Linked DNA regions of Mus musculus: regions 1, 2 and 4 are each linked to region 3. The links are chromatin contacts, called in public ChIA-PET and HiChIP or PLAC-seq maps. All regions are on one chromosome and are shown on one strand. The core of a region is the stretch at or near the end of the contact, and the rest is flanking DNA. Distances in the headings are between cores, read along the strand shown. Region 1 overlaps Zranb3 (zinc finger, RAN-binding domain containing 3). Region 2 overlaps Zranb3 (zinc finger, RAN-binding domain containing 3). Region 3 holds the start of Rab3gap1 (RAB3 GTPase activating protein subunit 1). Region 4 overlaps Ccnt2 (cyclin T2).

What was found. ChIA-PET counts read pairs in DNA pulled down with a chosen protein or histone mark. HiChIP or PLAC-seq counts read pairs in DNA pulled down with a chosen protein or histone mark.
Region 1: a contact with region 3 is called in an RNA polymerase II ChIA-PET map of memory CD8 T cells, with 93 read pairs. The contact joins the enhancer-like site here to the promoter of Rab3gap1 in region 3. A contact is called at or near these places in 2 of 484 Hi-C or Micro-C datasets (the MNK3 cell line and nephron progenitors), 4 of 115 datasets of contacts at active chromatin or transcription factors (double positive thymocytes, effector CD8 T cells, embryonic stem cells and 1 more) and 3 of 9 other capture datasets (adipose tissue, liver and pancreatic islet).
Region 2: a contact with region 3 is called in an H3K4me3 HiChIP or PLAC-seq map of bone marrow-derived macrophages, with 2.5 times the contacts expected there. The contact joins the enhancer-like site here to the promoter of Rab3gap1 in region 3. A contact is called at or near these places in 2 of 39 promoter capture datasets (embryonic stem cells and liver), 1 of 484 Hi-C or Micro-C datasets (nephron progenitors), 2 of 115 datasets of contacts at active chromatin or transcription factors (bone marrow-derived macrophages and memory CD8 T cells) and 3 of 9 other capture datasets (adipose tissue, liver and pancreatic islet).
Region 4: an RNA polymerase II ChIA-PET map of memory CD8 T cells shows a contact between it and region 3, with 211 read pairs. The contact joins the enhancer-like site here to the promoter of Rab3gap1 in region 3. A contact is called at or near these places in 1 of 15 datasets of contacts at CTCF or cohesin (the NIH/3T3 cell line), 3 of 115 datasets of contacts at active chromatin or transcription factors (the SCID.adh cell line, embryonic stem cells and memory CD8 T cells) and 3 of 9 other capture datasets (adipose tissue, liver and pancreatic islet).

The regions. Positions count from the first base shown.
Region 1 is chr1:127,952,642-127,955,421 of GRCm38.p6, forward strand. It overlaps Zranb3 (zinc finger, RAN-binding domain containing 3), which reads right to left. Exons shown (of 21, transcript NM_027678.3): 21 at 1,538-2,424. The coding sequence ends at 2,326. Among named protein-coding and RNA genes, the nearest start is that of Gm28800, 6.8 kb to the right of the region's middle. Within about 2 kb of position 1,455, at least 10 of the 459 cell types and tissues checked have an H3K27ac peak or open chromatin away from gene starts, as enhancers often do. A contact at or near this core is called in the MNK3 cell line, effector CD8 T cells and memory CD8 T cells, where this site is marked.
Region 2 is chr1:127,990,137-127,992,901 of GRCm38.p6, forward strand. It overlaps Zranb3 (zinc finger, RAN-binding domain containing 3), which reads right to left. Exons shown (of 21, transcript NM_027678.3): 11 at 2,664-2,765. Among named protein-coding and RNA genes, the nearest start is that of Gm28800, 31 kb to the left of the region's middle. Within about 2 kb of position 1,410, at least 82 of the 459 cell types and tissues checked have an H3K27ac peak or open chromatin away from gene starts, as enhancers often do. A contact at or near this core is called in bone marrow-derived macrophages, liver and pancreatic islet, where this site is marked.
Region 3 is chr1:127,867,503-127,870,516 of GRCm38.p6, forward strand. Rab3gap1 (RAB3 GTPase activating protein subunit 1) reads left to right here and starts at 1,271. Exons shown (of 24, transcript NM_178690.4): 1 at 1,271-1,327; 2 at 1,423-1,478. The coding sequence starts at 1,310.
Region 4 is chr1:127,795,043-127,797,949 of GRCm38.p6, forward strand. Ccnt2 (cyclin T2) reads left to right here. Exons shown (of 9, transcript NM_028399.1): 5 at 213-275; 6 at 2,799-2,844. Among named protein-coding and RNA genes, the nearest start is that of Ccnt2, 22 kb to the left of the region's middle. Within about 2 kb of position 1,474, at least 40 of the 459 cell types and tissues checked have an H3K27ac peak or open chromatin away from gene starts, as enhancers often do. A contact at or near this core is called in the SCID.adh cell line and memory CD8 T cells, where this site is marked.

The DNA.
Region 1 (2,780 bases), core at 205-2,704, 85 kb after region 3:
GTGGTGCTGTTTACAAGCTGAGTTTACAGCCTGAATGGTACTATCATCATGGAGTCAGTTGTGCTAAGGTCTGGGGGGCCTGTTACAAAACAATCAGGCATAACTGACATCTAAGAACTCTCTCCTGAGAATTCCCACTACAGTGAATGAGGAGCAAGCCCCACTGACTGACCTACTTACACCAAAGTCTGCCAAGAAGACCACATGCTGGAGGGGAGGGGCCGTGGGCTGGGCCTGCATTTCTTGCCTGCGAACCATGATGATTGGTTACTGGAAATAAGGTGGAAAATTGCAAAAAGGCAGGTGTGCAGAGCAGGAAAGAGGCCAGACAGTGCAGGATCTGCTTTATAAGAGAGACAGCTCCACCTGACGTCACGCAATAGGTCAGTTATAGACTTGATGACACTCTGCAAGGATAGCTCACAGTGCATAAGGCTTCTACAAATAAGGTGTGACCTGGTAGCTGCTAACTAACATTAAGCATTTGACGTGGTTTGCATCCCAGTGTACACACATGGGCGCCTCTGGGGATGGAATTCCTCCTTGGATCTGAGAGTGATGCTTTTTTGATTGTCACTCTTCCTGCAGGGGACGTTGCTGGAATGGCTTCGCCCTTTCCTGTCATTATCCCTATTTTCTTTTTAAAAGGTTACTTAAATATTTTTTTCAAATTTATTATATTCATCTTTGTATGGGTGTTTTGCCTGCATGTGTAGCTATGGATAATTCGTGTGCTAGTGTCCAAGGCCAGAAGAGGGACAGTTCTGAGCTTCCACGTGGGTCCTGGGACCCAAACCCTGGCGCTTGAGAAGGACAGTTCGTGCTCTTCCCACCGAGCCACCTCTCCAGTCCATCATTAGCACGTGTCTCATTAATGTTACCATTGGGTTTGACCTACATTTAACCTTCTGGTTGTTTTTATGTGGTGAATTTTATCACTATTAGTCTTGTGTGTATGTGTGTATGGAGAACATGCACATGGAGGCCAGATGTCACTAAACCAGAAGCTTACCTCTTCCCTGGACCGTTGGCCTGGGAGCCCCAGGGATCCTTCTGTTTCTGGCTACTCGGTGCTGGGGTCACAGGTGCCACCACACCTAGGTTTTCACACAGGTTCTGTGGCTCAGACTTAAGCTATTATGCTGTGTGGCCAGCAGCTCATCAACTGAGCCACCTCCCAACCCCACTGTCACTTTATTGTGGAAACGGGGTCTTACCACATGGCCTTGCCTGACCTAGAACTCACTCTGTAGACCAGGCTGGCCCCAGACTCATAAAGATCCGCCTGCCTCTGCCTCCTGAATGCTGGAACTAAAGGCGTGCGCCACCACGATTTGTTGGCCATCCTTCTTTTTAAGAGGTAACAGAAATAAACCTAATAAAATAGGATATGGAGAAGGAGAGATGGTCCCGTGGTTAGCAACTCAGTCTGCAGCATCTGTCAGAGCTGCTGTGTGGCAGGCCTGGGAGCTACACCACCTCTGTGGGCAACTGCGCATCTCCCCCGGCCCCACAGGGATACACGTACCCATAATTTAAAAATATTTTTAAAAAATTACAAGGTTTATTGAAAGAACAGAACAAAACAAATCACTACCAGGATTTTAAAACCAGGAAACGAGGACCAGGAGACAAAATCTGTTTTGACAATTAGCCTGATTTTATACATTAAAAACAAAACAAACCATGACAGGAAACAAGGGAGCAAACAGGAAAACAGAAGCGAGGCTGTGCGGCACTGTGGTCTCTCACTTGTTCTCATGGTTACTCAGAGCACAGCAGTTGTACACAGACACCATGTGAGCTTACAATCAGTTCATTAACAAAAGCATCTCTTCAATGAAGAGGACTGGCCCAGAAATCAAGCAAGGAGGCTGCACCCCAAACATGCGCCTGAGCTGTAATCATTCCTTACTAATCATGGCTTGTCTCCAAAATGTCCCTGATTGTTCTGGAATGTTCCCTTTATACTACACAGTCCAGAAGCAATGGTGATCAAGAGCTGTCAGGTTTGCGTGAATATATTTGTCCCACACTATCCATGCCCAATGCAGTGATTAAGGTGTAGAAGGGGAAAAAAAGCGGAACAAAATCTTGCTGAAACATAATTGACAATCTTCATGAGTCAGGAAGACCCCAGAATCTTCCCATCATCCCTCAGTTTCTGTTAAGTATGTAACACTAAGAGAGCTTAGCAAAAATCTAAATTTCAGTTATTGACTTATATTTAAAAACTTCCTATTCTTAAAATACTAGACATACATGAAGATGAATTGTGACAACTGCTTCTGCCTGCAGGCCATCTGCTTCTGTTTATATCTCGCCTTACTTCTTCACCAGAAACCGGGTGATGTCTGATCCGTGCTTTGTTGCCAGAGAGAGTCGTCTCACCTGACTTCTTTCCTTGGCTTGCTGGGCAGTTCTCTAGGAGGAAGCAGATACATAGCTTAGGTTAGGGAGAAAGCTTTCTGCTGAAGCCTGGAAAAAGGCACATTATCCATATATGCAGTGCTTACCCACAGGAAATGTCCTGAGAGCCTAGGTTTACCAGTCTCAGTTATAGGAAAACATTCTTTTGGGGCAGAGACTGAAGGAATGACCATCTAGAGACTGCTCCACCTGGGGATCCATCCCATAAACAACCACCAAAACCAGACACTATTGCAGATGCCAAGAAGAGCTTGCTGACAGGAGCCTGGTATAGCTCTCTCCTGAGAGGCTCTGCCAGTGCCTGGCAAATACAGAAGTGGATGCTCACAGCCATCCATTGGACAGAGCAC
Region 2 (2,765 bases), core at 160-2,659, 120 kb after region 3:
AAGCAAAGGGGGGGACAGTTTAAATATGGGGAAATTCTTAGCTCATCAAGACAGAACAAATGAGGAGAACTGTTTTGAAGACAACACTGAAGTGTGTCCCAGTGGCCATTTGATAGAACAGATGGCGTGACATGAACTGCAGACGTAGTCAAAGTGAAAGGCTGACAGGAGTGTGTCAGCTGGGAGGGAAGCAATCACAGACGAGAGATGGCGGAGCAAGGGCAGCCTGTCAGCCTTCTTGAGCTGCACAGAACTGGAGCACAGCAGGACTCCACAGCGGGGAATACAAAACAAGGGGAGAGGGTGACAAAGGCAGTGCAGGGATCACTAGGTGACACTCTTGTCATTGGCACTGGTAGGGTGGTGGGTGTTGTGACACACTTGCTTTTACTGGATTGTGAAAACCAACAGAGAGGGAGCAGCAGGGGGTGGGGCTGCCTGCTGCAGCTCTGCAGCACCTGTGATCTCTCTCCACTGCACAGAACCTGAAAGCCAAGGCAGGGGCGGAGCCACTGCAACTGTTTGGCCAGTGCCCAGCTGAGACAGGGGGATATCTCCATCCCAGTAGATCCGGAAGGCAGGGCTACTGCTCTCTGTGGCCTGGAGGACAGTATAGGGCCAAAGAGGATTAATAGCAGGCTTTGATATTACTCAGCTTGCCCTGTGAGGTTTAAGAATTGTCTGAGACGAGCGAGCCCTTTGTTCTTTCCTTTTTCTTCCTCTTGGAGTGTGAATGAGTATTTTAGATATCTCACCCTCAGCTGTAGTTTAGAAGTCTATAATGTAGTTGGCCTCTCAGAGTCACAACTGGGGAGGAACTTCATCTCCAGGATGAGTCCCATCCACATCTGATTTAGATAATATTTAGATTAGATATTGGAGTTTGGTAGAATGAATGAGTGCAGTTTGTGCATAGAAGCTCATGAATTTTATGGGGACAGATAATGGTTGGTTTTACATCTTGACAAACCTAGAATTACCAGGGTAGGGTGGCTGAGTAGATCAGGTTGGCCTGTGGGCATGCATTTGAGGCTTGTTTTCAAATTGGGTGGTACTATTCATGGGCTGGGCTCTGAATGGTACAAAAGTGAAAAACCGGGGCTCAAGAGTAAGCATGTGTTCATTTCTCTCCGTTCTTGACTGTGGATCTGACTGGATTAGCTGCTTCATGTCCCTGCTTGCTGTCCCCTCAGTGACTGAAGGTAACCTGGAGTTATAAGCTGAATAAGCCAGCCCTCTTTTATTAAATCAGAGCAATAGAAATAAAACTAGGACAAGACAGAATAAAATGTAATAGACTAAAAATGTATGACTCTCCAAAATTCATTTACTGAAACCTAATGACTGATGCGAAGGTGTTAGGAGGAGACGATTAGTCATGACTAGAGCGACCTGGGAGGAAAGGGTTATTTTGACTTACACTTCCATTATCACTGTTCATCATCAAAGGAAGTCAGGACAGGAAATCAAATAGGGCAGAAACCTGGAGGCAGGAGCTGATGCAGAGGCCATGGAGGGTGCTGCTTACTGGCTTGCTCTCCATGGCTTGTTCAGCCTGCTTCTTTATAGAACCCAGGACCACAGCCCAGAGATGGTCCTCTCGCATCAATAACAAAGTAAGAAAATGCCCTACAGGCCTGCCTACAGCAGGCCTTATGGAAGCATTTTCCCAATTGAGGCTCCCTCCTCTCTGATGACTAACTAGCTTGTGTCAAGCTGACATAAACCTAGCCAGCACAATACCTCACAAATGAGATCACTGTCCTTATAAAAGAAGAGCATGAGGACCCAAGAGGAAGTCCTGCCCAACTTGACCATGCTGGCTCCATGATGGCACATCGCATCCTCTAGAACCCAGAGGAACATGATTCCATTTATTATGCGCCACCATGGTAATGGTATTTGTTATAGCATCCCTAATGACTAAGAAATCCTGCTCTTACTCAGGCCTCTTCTATAAGCATCCTTCAGTGTTGGGAAAAAGAGGCAGCTGAGGAAAGGGTACAGGCTGTCTTCTGTTCACATTAGTTCAAAATGCAAGAATCTTTTTGGAAAAGACTCAGTGCTTCTTAAGTTAGGCTCCAGGGATCCTAGCCTTGTTTCTGGAGTGGTGAGAGTGGTCGTGAAAGCTCTTATGAAACATGTGTGAGCTGTGAGCAAGGCAGAGTTCAGTCTCAGCATATGAGAAAACTAGGAAGAATAAAATAGCAACAGAAAAGGGGCCTTCACGGTAGCTAGAGATGGCCTGGGAGTTAAAAATTATTGCAGAAGACCCAAGGTTGGTTCCTTGGACCCACAGGCCCTGTAACTCCAGCTCAAGGGGACCTGAGGCCTTTGTCTGGCCTTTATGGACACCTGCACTCACATGTACAACTCCCGTGTAGACATACATACACAAAGCTAAAAAAAAAAAAATCAAGCTTTGCTTTAAAAAAGGAAAAGAAAAAGGGCTTGGAAAAAACCAGCCCGCTTGGAAACTGGTGCCATGGTACAGTAGAGGATGGCAGGAAATGAAGTACTAACTGAGTCCTTTATGATCTTAATCTCTACTGTGTTATCTTGGTAGACTTAGGTAGCCTTTGCTTGCACACATCAAAACTCAGCCTCCTAATTCATGCAGTGTACAGACTACAATAAAGACGGGGTTAAAACTCAAGCCCTACCTTTCGATTCAGCATTGCCCACATTAGGCTGTCCAGAGTACCATTTGCAATAAGGTAGTGAATATTCACAGAACTGCACTGTCCGATTCGGTGAGCTCGGTC
Region 3 (3,014 bases), core at 21-2,520:
TTTGAACAAGAGCTGAGGATGTAGTTCTGTTGGTAGAGCTTTTGCCTAGCATGCATGGTCCTCGCTTCTGTCTTTACCACCACACCATACAATCCAAGACGGTGCTACATGACTGCAGTCAGGATACTCAAAAGGAGGCAAGAGGATCAGAATTCCAGTTCGCTCTTCTCACCACAAGGCGTGTGAGGCTGGCTTATGAACCCTATCTCAAGAACAAAACCAAGGGCTTGAGAGATGGCTCAGTGGTTAAGAGTGCTCTTCCAAAGGTTCTGAGTTCAAATGCCAGCAATCACAAGGTGGCTCACAACCATCTGTAATGGGATCTGATGCCCTTTTCTGGTATACTCATATACATAAAATAAATATACTCATACACATTCTAGTGTAATCATATACATAAAATGAATAAATAAATCTAAAAAAAAACCCATTTGAATGAAAACTCAAAGAGGTTTTTAAATACAATTGTGACCATGCATATCTAGGGTCTTTGCCATATAGGACTACATATGCCCCAAGATATTTATGAATGTAGCCCAATACATCTGTGGATGTGAATGTCATGTAACAATTTCAAAATGTTCATCAGTTTGTTTTTGTTTTTTGTTGTTGTTGTTTTTTGTTTGTTTGGTTGTTTTTTTTCTTCCGAGACAGGGTTTTTCTGTGTAGCCCTGGCTGTCCTGGAACTCACTTTGTAGACCAGGCTGGCCTCGAACTCAGAAATCTGCCTGCCTCTGCCTCCCGAGTGCTGGGATTAAAGGTGTGTGCCACCACGCTCGGCTCATCAGCTCTTCTTGAGTCTACAAAATACTCTTATTATTTTTACTTTTAATTCTTTAAACAATACTTGTTAATTTTATTTCATGTGCATGAGTGTTTCGTCAGCATGTAAATCTGTTTGTGCAGCACGTGCATGCCTGGTGTCAGTCGAGGCCAGAAGCAGGTACAGGATCCCTTTGGACTGAAATCACAAATGGTTGTGAACTGCTATGCAGGTGCTGGAAATCGAACATAGGTCTTGTGAAAGCGCAGCGGGTAGTCTTAACTGCACAGTTATCCCTCTAGCCCCAACAGAATTTTAAAAAAAATATTACTAAACCACCTTGAAGAAGAGCGTATGCCACACTAAGATCTTTCTGTCTGGAGGAAAAAGGTCTTCCCACCTTCCAGCAGGCCCTTTGTAGGCGGGCCCGCTTCGGGGCCCCACCCACCACCCACCGAGGCCCCGCCCACGGCCACTCAGTGCCCTCCTCCTAGCTCCCTTCTTCCCGACAGCCTTCGCGCGGGGCCTGACGCTCCGCTCCGCAAGATGGCGGCGGACAGTGAGGTGAGTTCTGCGCCCTGGGTGCCTCTGTCACAGAGTTCTGCCGCCGACGTCAGTGGCCCGCAGCTTACTGTCTGTGCTCTTCTCTGTCCCCGCAGCCCGAGTCCGAAGTGTTTGAGATCACAGACTTCACCACAGCCTCGGAGTGGGAGAGGTGAGTAGTGTGTTTGGTCCTGTCTGGCCCCGGGCGGCATCACACAGGTGACGCTGGTTCGGAGGGAGACGCCCACGCTTCGTCTCTTCTTCCGCGCCACGGCAACTTTGGCTTTTTCCGCATCAATCATACAGACAGGTCAGACCAACCTTCAGACTCCGCCTTTAAAACAAGTTGTGTTGACTTCCAGATCACTTCCCTGGCACAGAAAACCATTTCCGAGGTCGTCCCCGGGTCTTATGCTTTCATGTCAATTTGCCTCAGTTGTCATCAAAGCCGTCAGCTAAGCAGCTGCTGTGTTTTCTTCCTGTGTTTATTGGAAGAGACTTTTAGCGTACCGATGACTGTTCATCTGTCATCCTCTTACCATCGTTATCCTGTCTTCGAGAAATTAAAAAATTAAAATTCTACTATTTCATACTTATAAATAGTATGTTTACATACGTCTTTGGAATGTTTTGATTCACAGCGTTACATTTTAAACTTGGTCCTGTGCCCAGACTTCCCGAGCTTGTCAAATTCAGATGAACAACTGCATTAAGGCGAACATGTTTTATCACCTGAGTGAGTTGAAAACTAAGTTTGTTGGCTTGATAGCTAGCTATTGAGGTTATTGTTGCAGTGCTTGTAGGCTTTACAAATGTGTGGCTCTCATATCAGTTGGTGGCATAGGAAGATATAAAAGATCTTTGAAATAGTAGTTTGACTTGTGTTCCCATCCCCACACTTCATCGAGTCAGTAAGACTTAACACACTAGCAAGACTTTATGAGGAAGTACTGTGTGCCCTGAACTATCCTAAGATCAGGGAAATCTATATACCTTTTAAAAACTCCAACAAATAGTTAAAATGTAAGCCAGTTGGTACTAACTACAAAGAACTAGTTAAGTAGGGAAAACGTGGACTACAAAATTGTTGGAGACATTTTTGTAGGGAAAAGATAGGAAATGCCTGCTTTGAAATTGGGGAGGGAAATGGAAGCTGGGTGACGTGGCACCTGTGTATAATAGTGACTACTGGCAAGGCTGAGGCGGATCACTTGAGCTAAGGAATTAAGACCAGCCTGAGCAATCTAAGAGGTACTGCCTTAAGAAAGGAAAGGGAAAATGGTTCAGGGTTTGGTTAAACATGAGAAGGGACTGACATTTCGAGACAAGTAAGTGAGGAATTATCACTGGGAAATAAATAAAAATGATACAGTGAGATCAGTTTCCAAAGCCAAGGCAGAGGCGTCGAGAGTTGGTGCACTTGACTAAAAACTCTCCAACTTGACTGTGCATCAGAACCTGCTGGTCTCGGTTCTCAGTGTTTCCCATTAGGTTTTAGGTCCAATCCCCAAATTTGCTTTTCTAACATGGTCCCAGGTAATACAGATGCCAGCAGGTCAGAAGACCATATTTAGAAAGCACTGCTGCTTAAAGTGGCAAGAGCTTTTGATCCTATGGTGCAAGGATTGTTTGGTTTAAGTTGTTACATTGTGGTAAAATGAAGTAAGCAGTTTACATTGATTCATAAAGTGGAACTGTAATTAGTTGG
Region 4 (2,907 bases), core at 224-2,723, 72 kb before region 3:
TTGTCTATTTTCCTATTGAGAAATGAGAAACTAGTTACTGTTTATTCTGGAGGGTAATACATATGTCAGCAATAAGAAGCTTTAATGTTGGCTTTGGAATCCTCTTAATACTGACGAGTGTAGTAGACATTTATGATTGTATGGCGAGCCGCATTGCTCAGGCAAGTACTGTAGTGGTAAGTAGTTGGGAAAAAAAGTGCTTTTCATTTCAGGTTTTGAGATCACCATTGAACACCCACACACAGATGTGGTGAAATGCACCCAGTTAGTAAGAGGTGAGTGGTCCCTCAACCATCTGGGATGAGTGGTGTGCTTTCTTTCCTCTAGGACTGGTATGGATATTGTGGATTCTAGCCTTATGTTGGGTTTTATTAAAAAGTGCAAATGTCATTTTGAAATAGTGTTCAGTATCTTAGTCATCTACTTCTGTCTGTTTTTTCCAAGTACATTTGGTTGCATTTGTGTGGTAATGGAGAAAACTAACAACTCTCATGCCGTTAGACCTTCTATGAGCAAGAGCCCTTCCCACGGGCTGCCAGTGTTGCTTTTCTAGTTCCCATCTGGATTGCTTATGGTGCATCGCAGCTTCTGGGATCTGCTTCTGTGCTTTTGGTCCTTTTGAAAACAAAAATCAGTGGTTTTGGTCTCTCACAGGGGTTTTGGAGAGAGAGAGAGAGAGATCACATACTTAGTATTTATCTTAACAGTCTCAGTCATTCTAAATTGAATTCATTTTACTTCTAGATAGCATTTTATTTTGAAAAAAAAAAAAAAAAAAAAAAAAAACAGCTTTGGAAAGCAAGCCCAGAGGCTTCAAGCCAGCATCTTTGCTAACAAAGTAGAGTTCTAAGACTAGGAACACACATTACCAGAGAATCACTTTGCAAAATACAATATTTTAATTATGGTTCCTATTCTTCACAAGCATATAAATATACTTTGTAGCACAGTTGCTTCCCTAGTTACAGTAAAGTATCAAATCAAATAGCAATTAGCTGTACGTGTTAAGAAAAGCATATAGGCTGGTCTCATTGAAAGAAAAGCATATAGGCTGGTCTCATTGAAAGAAAAGCATATAGGCTGGTCTCATTGAAAGAAAAGCATATGGGCTGGTCTTATTGAAAGCTTCAAAGAGTAAACCAGTCTGTGCAAGTTAGCAAACCACATAATTTGCTCTAAATCAAGAGCCTAAAGAACAATGAAGAAAGACATTAGTGTGTGTTTAACAAAGATATTACTTACTAAGGTACTGCCTTTAAATAAGGCTGGATTTTAAACAGATACTTTACAGATTTGATGTATTCCCACAAAGTTTTGGGGTTTTTTGTTTGTTAGTTTTGTTTTGATGTTCTATTAAAGTCTGATATCCTGAACCTTGAGTGCAGGATACTGTGTGTGTGTGTGTGTGTGTATGTGTGTGTGTGTGTGTGCGCATGCATGTGTGTTTGTTCCTTCATTCGTTCCTCTGACTCAGCTTTGAGGTGGCTGTACTTCCTCCCTTTAAAGATTTTCTTTTATCTTCACTGTCTTTGTTCTCTTTGCTCTGTTACAACTTTGAACTAACAAGAACACTTTACATTCCTTCCTGTATTGAATTTAGATACGTTCCTTAGGAAACATGATACCACAATTGAGTTTTTATTATTGTATGGAGGTTTTGGTTGGGTGGTGGTGGTGGGTAGATATGATTTGTGCGAAACCCTCACTTCCCACTCCAGATGAGACAGTTGCTACTTTGCTGCACAATTGACTGATGTCATTTTACCAGGGACCTTTCACTCTGATCTCTCCTTCCCTCCCCACCAGGAAAGAATACCATACTTAAGTCACACTGCCTCCAAGACCTCTGGTGCTCTGACAGTCTTCCTTAGCACAGCTCTGCCAGACCCAATCCCTTTTGTTAAACCTTCCCTTGATGATCACATGGGGCAGCAGGGATCACAGGTGCCAAGAGTGAAAACTAGGAGGGGAAAGAGTTTGGGGCCTTGAGGGTGGGGCTTGGGGCTGCCAGGCTAGTGATTTTTGATCAGAAGGGGTGGGGGCTGGTCAGGTCTCTGTGGGAAGAGCATGGGGTAGGGGAAGGGAAACCGTTTAGTATCTTATGGAACTAGTTAAAAACTGCTTTCCTGTTGGGGACCAGTGTCGGAAGCACTCCTCCTAGAATAATCCTCTTTCTAGGTTTTATCTCTAATGGAGTCGATAAGTTAAAAAATTAGTACAGTGGAGTTTCCTATACTCTGTTAATATCTAATAACAATATATAATAACATGATAAAGAACTGAGATTATGTTCTTAGAAGTTTGGGGTGGGGGTTGTTTTGCTCAATTTTGAAGGAAATATTTAAGCCAGCCTAAATATAATGACAGGATTAAGTTTGGCGGGCTACTCTTCATATTTGGTATTAGACTTCAAAAATCTTTTTCTTCTTCTTCTTTTTGTTTTTTGTTGTTTGTTTTTTTGTTGTTTTTTTTTTTTTTTTTAATCCAGGAGAATGCTTTATTTCAACTTTTAGCTGACTAGATGCTTAACTTAGTAACAAGTTTAGCCCTTGTAACTGGCTAGCTAAAAGCAAATCGGCTTGTTTCTCAGATCTATGGGGGATAGCAAGAAACATTTGAGTGAATGTTGTTGAAGATTTTCAGTAGTATAGAAAATGATGGCGCTCTTGTGATATTTGTAAGTAGTAAGTAAAATTTACTTTTTGTGTACAAATCTTTGATGTTGTATTGAGAGTTTTTGTGATGTTGACATGTTGAAGCTGATGATATTGTCTTCGTTCTTCTTTCTTTTCTTACAGCAAGCAAGGATTTGGCACAGACATCCTATTTCATGGCTACCAACAGGTTGTTATCCTGACCCTCTTTGTTGCACTGTTGTAGCACACTATAGCTTCCTTTAATGCAGGG